Linked DNA regions of Danio rerio: region 1 is linked to region 2. The links are chromatin contacts, called in public HiChIP or PLAC-seq maps. All regions are on one chromosome and are shown on one strand. The core of a region is the stretch at or near the end of the contact, and the rest is flanking DNA. Distances in the headings are between cores, read along the strand shown. Region 1 holds the start of brd8a (bromodomain containing 8a). Region 2 holds the start of ccnjl (cyclin J-like).

Evidence for each region. HiChIP or PLAC-seq counts read pairs in DNA pulled down with a chosen protein or histone mark.
Region 1: a contact with region 2 is called in an H3K4me3 HiChIP or PLAC-seq map of gastrula embryo, with 4 times the contacts expected there. The contact joins the promoter of brd8a here to the promoter of ccnjl in region 2. A contact is called at or near these places in 2 of 4 datasets of contacts at active chromatin or transcription factors (embryo and gastrula embryo).

What each region holds. Positions count from the first base shown.
Region 1 is chr21:32,844,731-32,851,757 of GRCz12tu, reverse strand. brd8a (bromodomain containing 8a) reads right to left here and starts at 4,668. Exons shown (of 18, transcript XM_073935993.1): 1 at 4,633-4,668; 2 at 4,143-4,236; 3 at 2,616-2,685; 4 at 2,283-2,332. It overlaps trnaa-agc (transfer RNA alanine (anticodon AGC)), which reads left to right and starts at 5,912; the gene lies at 5,912-5,984.
Region 2 is chr21:32,733,638-32,741,343 of GRCz12tu, reverse strand. It overlaps ccnjl (cyclin J-like), which reads left to right and starts at 5,765. Exons shown (of 6, transcript NM_001309845.1): 1 at 5,765-6,015; 2 at 6,560-6,655. The coding sequence starts at 6,578.

The DNA.
Region 1 (7,027 bases), core at 3,419-5,918, 110 kb before region 2:
CTTTTTCTTATCTCTTTTTATGAGACATATTTTATCCTTCTGGCATATTTGACAAATTATATGTTTGATTCCATTTGTACCTTCACATTTTGTAACATAGACCCCAAAAAAATAAAAAATACATAGTACTGCAAATAGCCATTAGTAAAACTTTCATCATACCTTTTTCATTTCATCCTTTTTTTATCACCTTCATCATTATATTCCTTCAATAATATATATTTAAACAACTTTTTATTAATATTCTGACACTGTTTGAGAGTCTGTTCTAGACTGTTCCATAATTTCACACCACAGACAGACATACACAAACTTTTTAAAGTTGTTCTTGTTTTCAACCTCCTAAAATGTTGTTTTTCTCTCAGATTATATCCCCCTTGTCTTTCTTAAAAAAACTTTTGTATGCATTTCAGAAGTAATTTATACCTAGCTTTAAACATCAATTGTGCCTTTTAAATTTGACCAAATCATTGAACTTAAGTATCTTCAGTTTAAAGAATAAAGGATTTGTATGCTCAAAATACCCCACATTTACTATCAGTCTGATTCCTTTTTTCTGCATTGTACATACGGATCATAAATTAGATTCCCCAAATTTCAACACTAACTCATATATGGCAACATAAGTGTGTTATATAATATATACATTAATTAATTGTCCAGGATGAATCTTGTTTTAAACTCTATTGCTACAGTTTTTATTAATTTTGATATCACATTATGTATTAGCGGTTTTCAACTAATTTTATGATCCAATTAACCCTAATTGCATATTCTCTTTCTTTAACTTGATTATCAATATGTAAATCTATATTAGAGCTACACGATTCTGGCTAAAATGAGAATCGCGATTTTTATTTTATTTTTGGCCTAAAATAAAGATCACAATTTTTTCACGATTCTGTAGATGTAAAATAAAGGTTAATATAAGTGGGCTATTATTATTGTTATTCTCAAACATGTGGTAAAACAGTAATAGGCTTTGTGTAACTGTACTGTTGGTTAAAATGCTCAATTTTGTATAGACTTGGAATGGTGGACTTGAACAGACTTTACATTTGTCCTGGTTATTAATGCTGATGATAATTCTGATGTTGATTTATTGTGTTTGAGACATGCTTACAATCTGTCATTTTCTGCTTAAAATCTGTCACTGATGTGATTTTCGTGAATACAGAAGAGTGGGTGGATATTTTTGCATTTCGGCAGGTTTGGGATACTTTTTGGGCTGGAATCAGTCAGGTTTCATTTTAACTGCTAAGAGTGGTTCACTTCCCGCACAGCTCCCAAACGATCACTCTGTGCCTCAAACTGAATGTTATTTACAACTCTATTACCTGTTTTTCACAGCTTATGCAGGTTCTGTTCAATAAAATAAACTTCATTCAGAGGCGCCCACGTGCCCGCCCTCCCTGTGGTAACAGCTGACGGTCAGCTCGCGCCACGTGTGATTTTGCGGTCGCAAATACATGACAAGAAGACAAAAATGACATTTTTGGGGTGAATTATATGTTTTAAATACAGCATGTGACTCTTTCAACACCATTTGGAGGTGTCCACATTGCTGAACAACATATGTAAAACAATGTGAAGACTTTTGCGGCCACCATTGCTTCTTTCCTGAACTTGAAAATATGATTGACAGAATCGTAGAAGTGCTGGATTAAGATTGTCTAGGGGGTTGAATCGAGATCGTGATCTTTTTACGATTAATTGTGCAGCTCTTATCTTTATTATTTTTAATTTCCCAAATAACATAACCTGTTTTACTTATATTTAATGACAATTTATTTACGTCAAACCACAATTCCAATTTATTAATTTCTGTTTTAATCAGCTCCATATGTTTTGGTAAATTATCCCCGGAACAAAAGATACTTGTATCATCTGCATGTCTGTGCTAAATAGTGTTTATTGATGATTTTGCTGGTGGTATATCAATCTACCCTTACAAGTATTGCTTAAATGCTTACATTTAAACTTATCTGTACGTATGCACAGCTAATGAGGAAAACAGAACAACTGTAGGCATTGTATTTTGATCCTTGTCACCAGGGCTTAATTTGTGGCGGAACATGCCAGATCCGGCACCTCATTTTACCGATCCCCTCCTCAACCGCCCTCCTCCCCTGTCCGCTGTACACTTTCACTTTCTTCCACGACTCCCTAACCCTCTTCACTTTCCACATCCAATTTTTTATATTTTAGCTGAACTATCAATTTAATCATTGCAAAGAATGTTGTGGATGTTGGAACATAAATAAGAGTGAAAATGGACTCACTTTGGCGCCTCTGTTGTCTCCAGGAGCTCAGAATATTGTGATGCACAATGCTGTGAAACAGAAGAAAAGACAAGAGAGAGTGTCTGGAAGAATTTTACATCACACAGTGTCTCACTTATTGATCCTTATAGGTGCAGTTCATTCTAACTGTTTTTTTTTTTTAACACGCAAAAGCAGCAGATGTTTGTTAGCAAAACTAAATGTTTGTTCCACTGAAAGACAGAATTATTTTTTTAAGTGAGTGTTAAATGACAGCATGTTCAATTTCTGGATGAACTATGCCTTTAGATTTCCTCATCACTGGATTGTTGTAGGCTACTGTCCCACCAGTACCTTCTGAGAGAACCAATCAGGAGGACGTCCAGGTTCTGCAAACGGCTTAATGGCTCGACTCACGGAAACCCTAAAACACCCAGTGAACAAAAACACATGGTGCATGTGAGTTTAGGCTTGGGCCAGACAGAATCTGCGGACGTTTTTTGCTATTTCTGCTGAGAATTTTGGTAAAAATATGCGGATTTCTGCTGATTTATTTTGGGAGTATCATAACTAAAACCTTAATATGTGAAATTTAAAAATTATATATTTTTAACTTTAATGTTTAAGATGCAAATCCAATTACATTCACATTATTTGGTAAACAAAGCAAGTCTCTCATATAATATATTTATTAAAAGACAGAAAATATTACTGTACAAACTGCACTGTACATAAATCAGATGAACATTTTCATATTAGTCAATAATATTACTGTAATTAATTTAAAAACTGAATAAATATAGTTTTACACACATTTACTCAAGTAAATAAACAGAATTAATGATGGGCTAAAAATCTGCGGAATTCTGCACGCGCAGATTCCATGTAGGCCTAGTTTAGGCTAATTTCAGACTTAAATGTGATTAGATATTTTCAAAGGGGGAAACGTGACTTAAAATATTGATTAAATCATACAAAAAAAAGGCATGTGTGTGTGTGTGTGTGTGTGTTAGTAAACATTTTTGAAATAAGTTTTGGATATATTTTAAAGTAAACTATTTTTTTTGCAGTTCTGAATTACATCAGTGATTAGTTATGAATCAAAGTATGAAATGGAATAAATCAATATTTATGTCAGAATAAACAAATCATGATAAGATTGACTTATCTTGAGCTGTCCTTGTTACAGTGTAATTGCGCATTTAGGTATTAAATACTGAATATTAATTAACAACGATTACTTACTATATGGTTAGGGTTAACTGTATTTAATTATGCATATAAAAATAAATTATAAAATACAATAAATAAATATAAAGTTTCATTCATTGTTGTTTACATTTTTTAATGCTTGGGATAAAAACTAAAATTATATATGGTAAAATTTTTAATATATCGACCATTTTGAGAGATGTAAACAAAAACAATGGTCTCAACGTGTTTCCTGTCTTACATTTTTAATTTCTATGGTTTCAGAGAATCCAAAAAGAGTCACATATTTACAAATAATGTTATGATCACTGGTTTAACATTAGGTTATGATTAAATTGCCACTTGTTACAGTTATGAAATAGTTTGACAACAAGCAGGAAATCTTCATGGGCCAATGACATTACATTAAAATGGTCTCGATAGATAGATAGATAGATAGATAGATAGATAGATAGATAGATAGATAGATAGATAGATAGATAGATAGATAGATAGATAGATAGACAGATAGATAGATAGATAGATAGATAGATAGATAGATAGATAGATAGATAGATAGATAGATAGATAGATAGATAGATTACATATACACACACATGATGTATATGTTTACAAAGAAATACCCTCATACATCATCAATTTATTTTGCCTTATGCAAATAAAAATCACCAGTTTTGGTCTCCACTCTTCATGACAGATGAGGCGAGGCACAGCTTCTCCCTAATTGACCATGGGTCTGTCGGGCCCAGCAGCAGTTTATGTTCTGTCCAAGGAATAAAAGCACAATATAAAGAGATGAGCGCATTTTACATGTGAGCAGCATTTGTATGACCCACACTGCGATGTAGAAGAATGTATGAAAAGTAGTCACTAATAACGGGGCCATTTTAGACGGTCAACGCATCATCGGCATCTTACATTTCTTTAACGTGAAGTGATTCGCAAAAGCTAGTCGATATAGTCATGAATGTTTGGGTTTTGGCGATTCGGCCAATGATTGCCATAATCAATGACTTCTGCGTGTCAAATCGCTCAACGCCCATGCACGCGCACCGCTGCATCCATTCTGCACGCGCTCGACATGCATCCATTATAATGTGTCCTCCGCCCCGTGCAAGACATTCATGTGTACGATGGAAATATAGAGAGCAATACTCACTTCCAACACCGCTCGCCATTTTGTCATGACTAGACTGTTTTCTATCGCTTCTTTCGCATGACAAGTGTCTGGCTGTCAAATGTAAATGTGCATATCCGGTGTGAATTTTCCAACAATCATTTTGCACTAAAGGTCTGCGTTAATATCATCAATGTGCATTATTCAATCGATAAAGGTTTGTGTTTTTGGTTAGTATTTTCGCTTGTATGACCGTAGTTCAGTCATTTTTAATACTTAAGAGGTGGATATTTATTTGTATTTGATAGATGTGGTGTTGGTTTACAGTTGCTAATAATAATCATGATAAAGCAAATAATATTGAATAACTTTGAATTGTTGTGTTTGCTTTTGCTCAGCAAATGTAGTTGGTTCTTTTAGTCACATTCAGTGAAATGGCTTCATGTAAACAACAATTATTTGTACAATTATATAATTTAGAAAATATATGCATAGAAACAAGCACTTTTTAAACAAAAATCTCATATTTTATGAATTATAAATGTGACTTTAAATTATTCTCGAATTAAATTATAGCATCTCGAGACTCAAAACATTTAAACAAACAAGCAAACAAACAAACAAAATTGCTTTGGCAGCTATGTTGTTAATAATTAAGCTCTTTTTGTACTATTGAATACATATATTTTAAAAACTAAACAAGAAGTTTGGTTAAAAAATAAACCAGCTTAAAATGTTTACAATCAACTAGTGCAAGCTGTTTACTTTAGATTGTTTTGTTTTTAATGTTGTTTTAACATTGTTAAAGAGCAACTATATTATTATAGAGATTTAAGACGTGCTGATACTAATATAAACCAATAATAATACAAAACAAATCAGTTAGCTCATAGAGCACAGTCGATAAACAAGTGTTTTGTTATAGCTAACGTTAGCTTTTATTTTGACTATGACTTCCGTACCGGAAGGAAGACCGGTGAATAAAACATTTGTTCGGATTTAGTATTTTTGGACTGTTAATGAATAAATACAATTGTTGAACAGGAATTGTGCTGTTTTTATTATTTATTGAAAACTAAAAAATAATCGACCCCAATGTGTGAAATATGCTATTTTTTAGCTATTATTTTAGCTATTTGTAACGTACTTTAGCACCGCTAAAATAAATGTTATTTTGGATTGAAAATGTATGTGTTATAGGCCATAGTTAATCGATTATTTTGCTGTTCCTAATACTTACGCATATAAATCCCCCTGGTGGACGTCACATATACCATGGGTGGTGTTCAATTGCCGACATACCTGATGCATACTTCGTGTAGGGGGATTAGCTCAAATGGTAGAGCGCTCGCTTAGCATGCGAGAGGTAGCGGGATCGATGCCCGCATCCTCCAACTTTTTAATTTTTTTCTGATAATGAAAAATATTTATGTATCAATGATCATTTTTACAATATCGTGTTTATACATACACATGACTTCATGAATTAGGTGTTTACTTGCTTCATCATAGGCTGTACATTGTTTTCCCATACATTTTGAGGCATCTGCTGCACTGTAATCCTGATCCACACAGAGGCTACATCTAGTAGGTATCATGTACAGTTGTTTGTTTATTTGATTATATAATTATAAATTATCTATTGAAAACTTAATTTGTTCATATCTGCTTCAGAAAATGCATACTAGAAAACAAGCTGTTAATAATAAAATGATGATTCATTGTCTGCCTGTAGGTGGCGCTTACAGACCAGAAATAAACCCGTCGTGAACAGTGAGCGAAGTGCTCTAAAGGCGCTGATTTACGATTCAAATCCATAATAAAAACGCAAATACAAGCAAATAATAATAATTAGCAGTGAAATATATATATATTTGAATGTTTAGCTATTTTGGATCGTTTGCTTCATGCCAATGCATTGTACGTTAAAAAGAGCAGAAAAGAGACAAACTTCTAGACAATATTTCAATAAAAGAAGAGTTGGCTCACATCACAGATATTTATTTATATATGAGTTCACACGAGGAGTTGAAACGTTTGTTTGTTTTAGCGTTTATTTGCTACATTTTGTCATAGCTTTTTTTATGCTAGTTGATTGCGCTAAATTGAGTTTAGCTGTATCGGACAGGCGTCCTGCTGAAAGATTTAGGACCCGGTATGAGTGAAGTACGCATGGAAGTATGCAGTAAATTGTTTCTAACCATATGCTGTGCCAATTTGATTGGTCAAATGTAAGCCTCAGCGGTGAAGCGCGATTGGTCAAAAGTAAGCCACAGGGGGAAAGCGCGATTGGCTCATGTGGGCTTACTTTGGGCTTACTTTATCTCAAACCCTTTGGCTCAAGCGGTGGGAAGCAAGCAAAGGGGCATGATCTTCTCGCTCACTCGCAAGCAAAAGTCTTAATACACGGACAAATGCGATAGATTTCGCTTGCAAT
Region 2 (7,706 bases), core at 4,516-7,015:
GTTCCATGTTCTGCCCTTTGCTGAGTCACAGGATAGCTTCACTCCAGGGCTCAGGTTAGGGAGCTGCAATGCCTCCTCTCTTGAGTTCAACTTCTCTGCTTTCTCATTCTCTGAAGCGTCGGTTATTTCAGTGCCACTGCCCTTAACTTCAGACTTACCAGTTCCACTTAAAAGAGGACTGAGGCCATGTTTACTTAACAGTTTGGGTTGTGGTTTTGAGTTAAAACTGCAGTGCATTTGAACCGAGTTACTTTCTGTCTCTCTCTTAAGGGTTGCATTTTGATATGTTTTTGTAGTTTCAGCATATACATCCTTGCCAGACACATACAAACATTCATCAGTTGTAGCAGTTCTGATGTTCACTTTGGTTGATGCAAATGCTTTATCCGAAACATCCAAGGTACGAAGATTCTGTTCATGTTGCATCTTTTTTGATAGGACATTTGCTATTATTGAGGAAGCCATTTGAGTTTTGCTGGAAGTTTCATCAAGAGAATATGATTTTTGAAGTTTTTGCTTCCGCTCGGACTGTACTAATCTTTGATCAGCCACATGAGGCTCCTGGTTTAAAGCTGCAGGGGTGCTATGTTGACGCTGAAACATGTCCCGAGGATGCACATGCGTGTTTACAATCTCATGGTTTTGACTGTTGTTCTCTCTGACCTGTGCCTCTGCTGTGTCCCGTCTCTTCAGTTGAATTTGTCTTTTGGGAACAGTCTTTAAGCCTCTGTTTACTTCATCTGTGGTTTCCAATGCCACATCAACACACTCAAAGCTGCTGGATTCTGAGCCAGCAGATGTGTTCTGAGTCTTTGAATACATCTGCATTTTGAAAGCAAGAACATCCTCTGTCCATTTGTTGTGGTTTCCATCAGAAGGTAGCTGACTTGCAGGCCTACAGCTCGAGCCGAAAACATGCATGTAGTCAGTTTCAGAACAGGAAGATCTTACCTGGGCCAGGTTAACAAAGCCCCCCACCTCACTACTGGCCTCAGCAAGCTTTGTTCCCATGCTGATTGATCCACTGGTACTGTCTGTAATGTGGCAGGTTTGGCAAGAGCTGCTACTCAGCATGCGGGAGAATGGTCTGGACTGCCAGACGCCTTGCCGGCTCTGCTTTTCCAACCTCCGGGTATCAGCAAGACTCTGTAGCTGGTGTTGGTGCCTGGTTGCGGGGATACGCTCTGAATAACAGTGTGGCGGGATTCTTGACTCCTGTTTGCTGGCTGTGAGTGTTAAGATAGAGTTTGCAGACGCTTTTCTATTTCTAGACCTGACTGACAGCTCAGGCTGGTCTTTTCTGCAACTCACCACTCTACCCTCCCCCTCCTCTTCCATATGACCCAGAATATGCCCGCCTCTCTCAAGCCTGCATTTAGGGCTGGGTGCACTCAAACCATCTCTGGGTCTTTGCTTTTGTGTCGCGTGGTCCTCCTTTGGCTCTGTGCCACCATGCTCCTGTTCCCGACCCTTGCTGTATTGATTTCTGTCAGGCGTTATCAAAATAGTGTTTGAAGTGAATCCGGGTTCTGGGGAGCAGTGCTCCTCAGCGGTTCTAATGTTAGTGTGAAATACAGTCCTGCTGCCTCCAATAGAATCCCCCGGTTTAACAGATGAACCTTTTTCTGATATATTAAGCTCATCAGAATGATCCTGGCTTTGTGAAGGGTTTGTCTTTACAGACTGCAAATTCACATTTGTTATTGTTGTACATAAAAGCAGATGTTTTGACTCAGACTCTAACATAAGAGTATCTCTCTCAGATAATGATTGATCCTCTTCATATTGGGAGACCTCAGGCCACACTTCTGTACATTTGTATTCTTCTGTTTTGCAGTCCTCAAGTAATGTGGTGGCTTTGATCAAGGGTGTTGAAGTGGTGCCTTGCACAGAGGTAGAACAATCTGAGAGCTTGAATGAGTCACCTTTAATAGGACGCTCTGTGTGTGTCCTATCATCAAATGCTTCACTGTACTCACTCAGAGAACAAAAAGCAGTGTAGTATGAACTTGCTGAGTCATCAGTGATATCATTAGCTTGCTCTAGGTCACCTTCCTCTTCATCTCTTTCTTGGAAAGGAGGGCTGTTTTTTTCTCTCACAGATGGAGATGACTTAAACATTTCTTCTTAAATTTCCTTCAGTGGTGTCTGAAACGTTTTGATGTAGTGATAAAGGACACCCAAATGTTAGCTGGATATGCAGGTCAAACCTACAGAGCAGGAATATCTGCAATTCAGAGAAAAAAAAACACTGTTGAAATATGAGATCACACATTTAAAGTCCAGCTACTCCAAGCTGCCCAAAATCGTCTCCATTTTGTTGAAACCTGAATGAAAAGTCAAGTTAACAGTTAAGTCAAGTTAACAGCGAGACATATATGACAAGCAAAAAGGCTAAGTGCTCTTCTATAAAAGTATACCAATCATGGCACTGTAGAGGAAATGAATCAGACCTTATTTTTTGGCTGCTAAGGTCTGGTTCAGGATTTGTATTCCAGGCCCAGTAGTAAGGTAGTAGGGTAGCAGTCAGCTTTGAAAGCAGGTGCTGGTGTGCCTGTGCTGGACCGTTCCCTCAGGAATCTGACTAACATAGCCAGTGTAGTCACAGGGGCAGCTAAATATAGCTTCCCCAGGCCCCATAACACTATCATCAGGGAGATAGGGCTCAAGTCTTGTGGGTATACTGTGGTAAGTATTGAGCCTTTAAATGGCCACTACAAATAGAAGGGTCACGCTGGTTACAAGGGTATCATTTGATGGTGTAAATTTGTTCTTTTTTAAAGTAGCCATTAAAGGTGTCACTACATCTAAATTAACTGTAGACTGATCTGAACTTTCCTCTTGTAAAGTAAATTTCGATGTGAAATGCAATTCGGTTACATCATGTGTACTGACAACTTAACTATTGGAAGAAGCACTGTTGTTCGAAAGCACAAAGTTGTTCGAGAGCAGATGTGCACTTCCTCTCAAGTGTTTCTTGTTTGTTGCCAGCCAACTGCGGGAGTTTCACTGAATTGGACATGACCATCCAGGCCATGACAGCTATGGCATTTGACCCACTTGGTCTCGGCTGTGTCTGATGGTTTAATGACATGATATAGTGGGCAGCAAGGATATAAGACTGCTTAATTTCACACCAGCGGTGCTCCAAAAGTTTCTTATCCGCATAGTAACACATACATCAAATCTGAGGGGACCACCGACACTGTGGTGTTAAGTTGTGCGAAGTGAATAGCATTACAGAGATTTAAGAGTATTAGCCTATAACATAACTTCCATATTAGCATTTCACCCTGTACTGTGGTTACGCTTTTCACATATGGAAATATGAAACATATAATACACAATAACACAGAAGATTTCTTTATTAGTATTTACATTTGTGCATTTAGCAGACTCTTTATCCAGAAAGATTTGCTATAAAATAATATACAAACCTTGGTTTAAAGTTGCGAAGAGCATCTCTCACAAACGTAATATGGCTATGCAATCCTTTATAGGATGTCAGTCTTTGATCATCTCTGTGCCGTTTGTATTTAATGATTTGGATGACATGTTCAAAATATGATACTCATGTCTGTATCATTCCCAAATAAATCATAAAAAAAGTGATATTTAGTGGATTAATGTCTTCCCATACAGTTTGCACGGGTGCTTTTGCATGTTGAACAGACATCACTATGTTACATGTATTATTTTATATTATATATACATTTATATAAACTATATATATTATACAGGCCCGTAGCCAGGGGGGTTCGGGTGGTTTGGAAGACTCACCCCTCCCTGACAAAGGTCCAGAATTTGTCACACACATGAGCTCATTTGTCTTGTTTTGACTGCCATCATAAATTGTGAAAGGAACCTTTTAAAAAAGGCTTTAAGACCAAGCGGAATCGTCTGTTGGCTGTTGCTTCAGCGTTTTTTCAGCTGATCACTTTTGGTCAATGCAAAGTATTTTTTTTCATGAGTCCAACATCTAGCTGTACAAGAAAACATACAATCTGATGTGAATGACATCACTGCTGGCCTACTGTATTGTTTTTATTTTACCAGTAACTTTTATTCTAAATCTTGGACTTTTTCTTGAAACAAAAAAATGAGCAATAAAAAAGTGTGAAGCACCAAAGGCGGATCATATTAAAATTGATTTAAATACTTATTTGGCTATAGTTGTTGTCCATGAATTTTCGAATGTACTTTTTTACAAACGATGCTTGAAAAATTTAGAGGGTTTTGGCTGCAGAATTAGTGCAGAGCAAACTGAACTTCATGCAGTGCTTTTTAATGGACTCACCTAACCCCATCCCTAACCCTACTCTTCACAGTGACGTTACTAGCTCCATTAAGTGCATTGTGTCTGAATGTTCTGGCCAGTTTTTAGGCTGTTCTTACAGTTTTAGTTTAAAAATATTATCAGACTCCTGTTTTTGTAATGATATGATGTTATACATTTGTATTTTAAAAATAAGTGTTCATATTTCTTTTCTGAATCTTGAGAATATTTTTGGTTTATCAAAAAGGGGTTATGATGACAAGCTGATCCCGCTAAAAATAGTGCTTAAATGTCACTAAAGTCAAGTGCAGTATTTAAATCTCACGAATAAATACAATATAAGGCAAAAAACTGTAAATAGGTCCACTTTTGAGAAAAAAAAAGAACCATTTCTTTCACCAGGCTGGCTACGGGCCTGTCATATGTGGATTACTATGAATAAGGTCCTGTATCTGATAAGGTTTGGTCCTTAGGTTTTTAGTGGTGAAGGGTCCATCTGCTGGCCAAATACAGACAGAACATCTCATAAAATAAAATTCACATTATTAAATAAATCTCTTCTTTTCGTTGTTTGTCTGATAATCCCAAGGAGCTTTCATCCTATACGTTTGCTCAAAAAGATATTACTTAATAACTTGTATTTTGTAACTTGTATTTATATAACTTATTTTGAAAAATTATTTAGTCAAATGTAAGTACTCGATTTGACTTTTGAAAGAGCTTTGCAAAAGGAATACTGTCATTACAAGACAAATTATATAGATTTAAATTATATATATTAATTAGGACTACACTATTTCTTAGTCCATTTAGTAAGAAAACAGGTATTTTAAACTGAAATAATATTTTATTTTTTATTAAAATATTTCTAGCCTTTGAGAGAGTTCATACAAAGTAAAAATCTTAATATTGCCGATCTTTTGATTTGTGTTTGTGTTTTATTTATTCCTTTTTCTACACCTTTTGCTCATGTTCCTACCGTTGTAGGCCTAATCCAACTATTTTTGCCATGCTATTTGTACATGTTGTATATGTTCAGTTAATTAATGTTTATTTATGTGTTAAAACTAAGATTGATTTTTTTTTAATTTATACATTTTACAGATATGCACTTTTAAACAGCTCTATCTTAACCATAAACAATTAAATATCAATGGTTCTGTGAGTAATAATAATAACAAAGTTTGTAATCAATGTAAATAAGCTAATTGTATTTTTTATTAAATTTCCTACATAAAGATCTCAAAATAACTTTAACAAGGCTAATCTCTGAACCACAATCACCACACTTCACCTGTAGATTTAGATGAATACATAAAGCCCATCTATACACAAACATGTCTGTCTTACATCCATTATTGTTTTAATCAAGATGACGAGTCTCAATTGTTTAATACATGGCTAATCTTCATGTCCGCGCCTGGACTCCTCCCCGTTCAGCGACCATGCAGATCCGAGCATCAACATCATTCAGATCTGCTCCTCTCAGGCCGCTGGGGGAGCAACACCGCACGGGACGGCTAAAAAAGTCAAACGGGTTAACTTGGATACGCACGCGGCGGTGTTTTGATAGAAAAAAAACGACCCAACTGCTCACCGATTTGACTTTGTGTTTCCCGGGAAGCATTTACTTGATATGGGATTTGTTTCGAGAAGTACACACGCGTGCAGTTGAAGGATTTAACTCCAGTATGCGGCAGTTCTGAAACAAAGAGCTCTGGAGCGCCCTTGTCTCAGTGGTAAGACGCGCTGTCGCTTTTATGTGGATCTTTAAACCAGTTACTACTATGTAATGTTTGTTTTTCTGTTTCTAATGCTTTAGTTTTGGATGATTATCATGTTTTTCTTGAAACTCTTTGCTTTATTCGTTCACAACATGCATGTGATCTGGGTATCGCTCGTGGTGTGCCGCAGGGGTGGATGTACGACGCCGGTCACTTTCATTTCATACACGTTTTGTTTGTGTTGTAGTTTATAAAGTAACATTAGAATTGCTTAAATGTGTTACTGGGCCATTGTTTTATGTTATCAGTTGAGTGTTCCACTAATAATGAAGACAAAGTCGTGATTTTTCGTGTTGAAGAACTGCTTGAACTTTGTCGGACGCTTTAAAGCTCAGTAAATTTAGAAATGATTTTGTCCACTTATCTTGTTTGGTTTCCCTTTAAGAGCTGTGACATTTTCCCGTCAAACAGGCCTTAAATAGAAGTGCTGTTGTAGAAGTATCTAAACTGAACAAGATTTGCTGCTTTCTCTCTTTCACACTCGTATTTGTGTTTTAAGGATTGGGGGCCTTTCTGGATGGGAAAGATGGAATCGGAGGGCCAGTGGTGGAAAACCCAGCTCGCAGCGGACATCCATCAGGCATTGCGAATTAAGGTGAGTTGTAGTAAACTGACGTGTTTGTCCACCAAATCTGGGTTATATTCTTTATACAGGTTTTGGTTGTGACAAATTGAATCAGTGTTGGTTTGACTTGTTCAAGCTGTGATAGGGACGTGTGAAATGTCACACGGCCCTTAGAAAACATCCCTTGATTGTGGTTTTATGATGGTTCTTGGCTAACACATCATCTAGTATGGGCTGTTTCTGATGGTATGATAACATGGATAAAATATCACAGTTTTGTGATTAATGCTCTAAAATAAGTTATTTTTTATATGGCTTAGTAAAAAAACAACAATTCATTTTAGGAAACATTTAAGATATTTTAGAGCAGTAAGCATGGCTTGCTTTAAACTTTGTTAAACATGGTTATTGTCCCATGCCTAGTCTACATTCATATTCAAAACAATGTTTATTGTGTTATTGAACATCAGTTACTGTCCAAGAACCTAAAGCAAATTATATGCCCTTTTTGGCACAACCCATTTGTAGTTTAGTTTTACTTTATTCTTTTTTATTAATTTTGCTTTAAACGTACTCTCATATATGTTAAAATCATTTAATAATATAGTCTTTTATATTAAATTAGTGTTTTACCTGGATGCAAATTATATTGACAACTGATTTATTTATATATAAATGTTTTTATTACAGCGTTTTAGACATTTCTGCAGCAGTTCATTTAAATATGTTGAAGCTTCAAAGCTTCATTAAGCTAAACGGCAATTTCCTTAAATTTTCTTTCACGTTCAACTGTCAAAATATTCATTTATTCATTTTCTTTTCGGCTTAGTCCCTTTATTAATCTGGGGTCGCCACAGCGGAATGAACTGCCAACTTATCCAGCATATGTTTTACGCAGCGGATGCCCTTCCAGCTGCAACATCCTTACACTCTCATTCACACATACACTACAGACAATTTTAGCTTACCCAATTCTCCTGACTTGTGGGAGAAATTGGAGCACCTGGAGGAAACCCATTCAAACATGGGGAGAACATACAAACGCCACACCGATACGCCAACTGACCCAGCTGAGGCTTGA